Linked DNA regions of Zea mays: region 1 is linked to region 2. Evidence: chromatin contacts called from public Hi-C data. All regions are on one chromosome and are shown on one strand. Each heading gives the region's core, a stretch centred on a gene start, on an enhancer-like site or on the middle of the called end of the contact. The rest is flanking DNA. Distances are from core to core; before and after follow the strand shown.

Evidence for each region. Hi-C and Micro-C count contacts between places; a contact is called where the count stands out from the background.
Region 1: a contact with region 2 is called in a Hi-C map of ear, with 2.1 times the contacts expected there. The contact joins the promoter of LOC103625860 here to the promoter of LOC100276491 in region 2. A contact is called at or near these places in 2 of 25 Hi-C or Micro-C datasets (ear and leaf).

The regions. Positions count from the first base shown.
Region 1 is chr5:6,732,097-6,735,290 of Zm-B73-REFERENCE-NAM-5.0, forward strand. It overlaps LOC103625860 (mitogen-activated protein kinase kinase kinase 5), which reads left to right and starts at 1,769. Exons shown (of 11, transcript XM_008646257.3): 1 at 1,769-2,347. The coding sequence starts at 1,818.
Region 2 is chr5:6,374,570-6,377,973 of Zm-B73-REFERENCE-NAM-5.0, forward strand. LOC100276491 reads right to left here and starts at 1,605. Exons shown (of 2, transcript NM_001150265.2): 1 at 899-1,605. The coding sequence starts at 1,435.

The sequences.
Region 1 (3,194 bases), core at 519-3,018, 360 kb after region 2:
TACAAGACCACAACTCCACCAATCCACCGCAAGCAGCCGACAGCCCTCAGCAGCCAACCTCTCACACCCACCATGGCTGGTCGTTGCGATCAAAAACCTTCAGCAGTTCAGCCCGCCGTCCGTCCATGGCCGACAGTCCTAGCCATAGCATGTTGTCCTCTGCCCATCCTCTTCCGCCAACCGGCCTCGGTCGCATCACGCAGAGCTAAATCCAGGAAGGCTGCCTCCGACGCCTTCCGGTCTCTTCCGCCTGTGGCCTGTAGCCTCCGCCCACATGGTGTAGTTGCTTAGAGCCATACAAAAAAAAATTCTTGTCCTCCGCCACTGCCACTGTCTGGGATTGTTTCACGACAGATGAAGTTGAAGCCGTCACTATACCAAACGAGCCTTTTATCAACGACATGTATTGTATTTGAGAAAGTAACAAAAGTTTTTTTAAGGGATAGTTTAGGAACATCGTTTTTCCAAGGGATTCAATTTTCCCAAGGTAAAATGAACTAATTTTTCTTTGAAAAATTGGAATCGGGAAAGCGGTGTTCCAAAAAAAAGGACGAAGGGAAAAGTTGCATAGAGAAAAACGAAACGGGAAGGAAGCCAAGTACAGTGCATATGCATACTACGTGATGTGTGTGCACTGTGCATCCCAGCGGCATTGACTCGCTGGACTCCTTTCGCCAAAATCGCGTGGCCAACGAATAGGGATGGCAATCGGGTAGATAGGCAGATAGTATGTGGATATATAGTTCACGAACCTATACCCGCTAGACAAAACTCAATTCATATTTATACCTATAAACATTCGTGGGTATGGATCTCTACTCATACCCGTACTCGTCGGGTATCCGTTATCCAGTAGATATCTGTTGCCCGCCCGCCCATTACAATTTTAGCATTCAACATCGAACAACAATTTTATCACATTTCAAAAACAATTATCATTACATCATCATCAAATAATAATTTTAGCATCAATCAACATGCCACAGATAAAAATTGAAAATTAGAAATTAGGTTAATATATTAAATCTGGATGACCCACATGTCAAATATCCATTAGGTAATGGGTATGAATACTGGATATCCGTACTCGCAAAAAAAAATATCCACAGTTATCTTATTATTCATAATTGTACACACGGATACCAAATTTTACCATAACTATATTCAATAAATAATTATCCGTAGTTATTTATCCATACTCGTATCCACTGTAAGACTAGCTCCAACAAAAGCTCTAAAGGGTCCTGTACCCTAAATTTAGAGGATGAGAACGTCCTCTACTCCCTCCAGCAACGTTCTCTAAACGGTCCTCTAAATTTAGAGAACACTGTTGGATCCTCTATATGTAGAGTTTCTCTAAACGGTTCTCTATCTATTTGAATACTTTAAACAACCGGTTTAATAAAACTAAAATATGTATAATACATTTGAGAGTATGACAAATACGTATGTACAAAAATTAAAAAATTAAAAATGTCTTTAATATAGGTATTTACATATGGAGGACGTGATTTAGAGGACGTTGTTGGAGAGAAAGTAGATATAGGAGATAAAATTTTTAAAGAAGACTGTAAAGGATAGATATAGATGATGTATATGTAATACGTTGCTGGAGACAGTCTAATCCCGCCGATAGCCTCCAAGACGGAGCTGGTCTCCCAAAAAAAACAACTAAGAACTAACCAACCCCGACTCCCGCCCGAGACACCAGTGAGAAAAAGACAAAACGGCGGGGGGTCTTCCCTCCCTCCGCGACACCATCTCCGCCACCTCATGATCACTAACGTTTCCCTCTTCTACCCATTAGCGACTTCCCGATGTGCTGGTGGAAGCGCTACTCCTCCCCCTCCCTCTCCTCATCATCCATGCCCGCTTCCCCCGCCCGCGCTTCCACCCTCCGTCCCATATTCGGTTGGGGCAGCGGCCCTAGCTCCCGCCGTGATGGCAGCGGGGGCAGCAGCGAACCGCAGCCGCGGCTGATCAGAGCCCGGTGGATGCGCTACGTCGTCGATGACCTCGAGGTCGGGGTATCCGCGCTCGGCGTGGACTCTCCGGTGAGGAGGGACGCGGCGGCGGGGTTTGGGCTTGCGACCGTGAGCTCCACGCCGATCTCGAAGTCTCCGAGTAACATGGAGGTGGCGCCGGCGAGACCCTCGTCGACCCCCGTGCTGCTGCCGCATCCGCTGCCCCTTCCAGTCGAGGGGGAATCGACGTGCCGGGGTCCTGGGAGGTTGCTTCGGTCACCGGCGCCAAGGATGCTCGACGGGGAGTGGAACGGGCCTGCAGCGGACGCTCCCGGGGTTTTAGAGACTGGGAGCGAAAGGATGACGGCGTTACTCGCACGGAGGTGATTAATTCGTACTATACTTGTAAACGTTATGTTTTATTGCCATTTATTATTCAAGTAGATTATATTGTCTGCAAGGATATCACCCTCACAGCTTGAGGATTCCAGAGTCGGGCTATGATTTCTATTTACTACCAATATTTACATTTCAAAAAGGATAACACCATTTACTTGTATTGTGTCACCATTGAGGTGTTAAACACTTAGGCAGTTAGGCGGGTAGAGTATCTTGCAGAGAATGGCAACAGTTTTTATGGTGCCTATGGTTCAGCGATGTATCCTTGGCTGCAGAGTATGGTGATTTTGAAGATATGGATACCATGGTTCAGGGATTGGATATACATATACACGAGTTGAATTGTGATTTAGCAACTTGAGTTAGTTGTAGGGTGTTACTAGCTAAGGGTTTATTGGGAGACCATGACATCAGCCATCAGGTCATATTAGGATGATGCATCGTAAAATTATATTTGTTGTGTATATTGAGTTATCATGATTTTTGCACGCGATGCTTTCATTATTGATTTGCACATATAATATTCCTAAAAGATGCAAATCATGAATTCTTAACTCTTCCTGTTTAGATCCTTCGAATTGAACTCCATTGTAATAATCGTAATTTAGGCATAGATCAATTAAGCTAATATGATTTTAAGCAGAATATATTTGTATACCATTGTTGGCCATATGAGAGATATTTATGTGCAACATTCGTACTATAGTCTATAGGGGAGCGAGTTGAAGAGTGTGTTATAAGTTGAAGGGTAGAAACATAGCTTGGTGATATATAAAATCAATTTCCATCCCCCACCCTTTGAATTTGAGATAGATTTATATCTGAACTTTG
Region 2 (3,404 bases), core at 355-2,854:
CAAGATCATTGCAGCAATACTTAAACCCCTCCAAAAAGAACCATAGGCTTCACTCCATAACCAAAGCAGATCTCCATGTCCTGTTATCCTATTCATGCTCTTCTCCATTATAGTCAGCAAAGCCAGCAATACTCACAGTACATGACAAGCCAGAAAAACAGCATTTATTTTATGTGTCACCAGTCGTTCCATCTTGTTTTTTTTATTGAGCTACATTTGTTCCAATTTAAACAATCAGAAAGTTACATCCACTTCTATCTAAGAAAACCACCATCTATCTAAACTTGCATCAGTAAAATGAGGACAAAAAAGGCAGAAGCATCCTAATTTGAATATCTACAAATACTGCCATCTATCTGTATTCATTAATGACAAATTTCCATATAGCATGCACCAATGATTACCTACTGAAACTTAAATGAACACAATCTATTACACTATGCTTAACCTTCACCATCAATGGTCCGTTACTTAATATCCCCAATTTAGACAAGTTAGAATAGCACCTTGAATCAAGCTGAATTCTGATTCTACACAATACCATACCAATGCGCAATGGCATAAAAAAATTGGGCAAAGCTATCCAAGTGTCACTACAAGTTGAACACACAAAACAAACTAAACAAGGGTCCGTACTGATTTAACATTCAACTACTACAAACAAACAATATAAAGTCATCAGCAACACTAAATACTGGGGTGGGGGATATACAGGTTCAGATATACTTCAACAGTAATAGCTGCTGCTAAATCAACTCAGCTGTTGAACCATAACCATCAAAGCTTTGAGCTAACACAGCTTTTACACCAACCTTTACTCGAAAACTAACATGCAAGCAACCGATCGGGATCGGATGCAAAATCGGGAACAGCGACAGGTCAAAGTCAATCCACTCACCGAAGGTAACTGGAGCTCGACGAGGCTACCGTCCTGGTTGCCAGCAAGCTTGAGCTCCACCGGCCCAACCAGCTCCACGTCCCTGACGCCGGTGTCGAACCCGAACGCGCCTTCGGCGGGGACGACGTCGACCCCGTCCGGCCCATCCACCTCCTCGACGGCCGGCGCGGAGGGGAGTCTCCACTCCACGGCCTCGTCGGAGAACCGCGCCAGCGCCGCCGACCCGCCCGCCCGCGCCCGGAACTCGTACCGCTGCACGGAGCCGACGCGGACGGCGCCGGCGTCGAGCGGCCAGACCCTGACCTCGGCGTCCGGATCCCAGTCGTACTTCTCCGAGACGGCGTCGATGACCTCCTCGAGGAAGGTGGGCTCCGGGGCCAGGTCCTCCAGCTCCGGGTCGGCGGAGGTGGAGGCGGAGCCGTTGGAGGAGGCGGTGAGGAAGGAAAGCGAGGCGCAGGCGGACGGCGAGGGGGCGGAGAGGAGCAGCAGCGCGAGGAGGAGAGAGATTGGAGGGAGGGCCAGGGAGGAGGAGGCCATGGAGGGTCGGAGGATTGAGGAAGGGTAGGTCTCCTGGCGGGTTCTCTTCCCCGACGAAGGGATCTCCTCGCGAAGGATGAGGATGGTGGTGGTGGTTGGTGCGCTCGTGGTATACGCCGTAAGCACAGGCTGACGTGTGAGCCCGGTGAGCGAGATTGATAAAATGCTCGGGTCGTCTGGCAGGCTTGTTTGGAAGACAAACAAGCCCAAAACGGCCTTTCGCGCAGTTGGGCCGAGCCGCCGCTGGCCTTTTGCAGAAGCAGCGACAATTGGGAACGTGTTATATAGCTGTACATTGCTGATTGGGACCATGTCTCCTCGGTGCGTGCACTGACTCTCAACGCACGAGAGATTGGCACCGAAATTCCTCGACGCAAAAGCTCCAACGTACACACTAAGGTCCTGTTTGGAATCGTAGTATTTTTGCAGTTTTGAAACAATACTATGGTATTTGATGATACTATAGTATTGGAGCTCAAAAGGTGTTTGGTTTGTATAGTCAAAACTCAGTTTTAAATATCATGGTTTACGCAAAACTGTGGTATTTTTGGAGTTTTTGAAACTCCACTCATGACCTCGGTTTTCTTCTCTTCTCTCTACATATACTTTGTTTTTCCAATAGAACCAAACAGATCTCGGTTTTGAACAATACTGTAGTTTTACTGTGGTAAAGCAATACCGTAGTATTTTTGTCATGTACAATTGTAAACTATGGTATCTCAAAACTACAGTATTTCAAAACTACATTCCCAAACAGGCCCTAAGGCTCTGTTTGGAATCGTAGTATTTTTGCAGTTTTGAAACAATACTATGGTATTTGATGATACTATAGTATTTGAGCTCAAAAGGTGTTTGGTTTGTATAGTCAAAACTCAGTTTTAAATACCATGGTTTACCCAAAACTGTGGTATTTTTGGAGTTTTCGAAACTCCACTCATGACCTCGGTTTTCTTCTTTTCTCTCTACATATACTTTGTTTTTCCAATATAACCAAACAGATCTCGGTTTTGAGCAATACTGTAGTTTTACTATGGTAAAGCAATACCGTAGTATTTTTGACATGTACAATTGTAAACTATGGTATCTCAAAACTACAGTATTTCAAAAATGCATTCCCAAACAGGCCCTAAGTGGCAGGACCATGAAAAAGACAAGATTTTCTTAAGCTTAAATTACTGTAGGGAGGGCCTACAGTATTTTTATTGCTTAGTCAAAATAAAAAATAGAAAAACAATTACAGGGAAGTAAACTAAAAATTACAATACATAGCACTGAATCTAGGTCCTAATTTTATCCCCTATCTCTAGTTTGACTCAGTGACACAGTAGACGCAATTCTGTTTTGAACATTTCCCGACATTCATCCACCATGGGCGGGATCTCATTAAACACCCAATTATTTCTACTTTTCCAAATGCACCAGATTAGAAGGATAATAGCTTCTAGTCTCCATGGGACCTGCCAGCTTCTTCTAATCCTTAAAATGGTGTAGCATGCGTTGCTTCCAACACCACATAGGTCTATCATCATTCTTTATCTATCTCAATGCTTTAATACATGATCTTTATTATTAATCTACAGTCACAGTAGCTCCACATCAAAATTTCTTTTACTTCCTCCGGTCCCAAAAAACAATAGTCGTTTTAGAGAATTAGTGGATTCATACAATTCTTGATGCATATGTTTTGCATATGTCTAGATTCATCATTGTCCATTTGAATATAAACATAAAAACTAAGAGTTAAAACGACTATTGTTTTAGGATGGAGGGAGTACATAATTTTTGTTGACATAAACACATAATTATATTGAAAACATACATCTAATTACACAATTACAATGTTCATCCTCATATTTTGAACAAAGTATTTACAATAATGTCACAAAACTCATTCATGCCTTGTCCTTCATCAATCATCACCTTGTTCTTGATTAGGAACATAGTCTCCTTGGTTTTACATTAACAATTA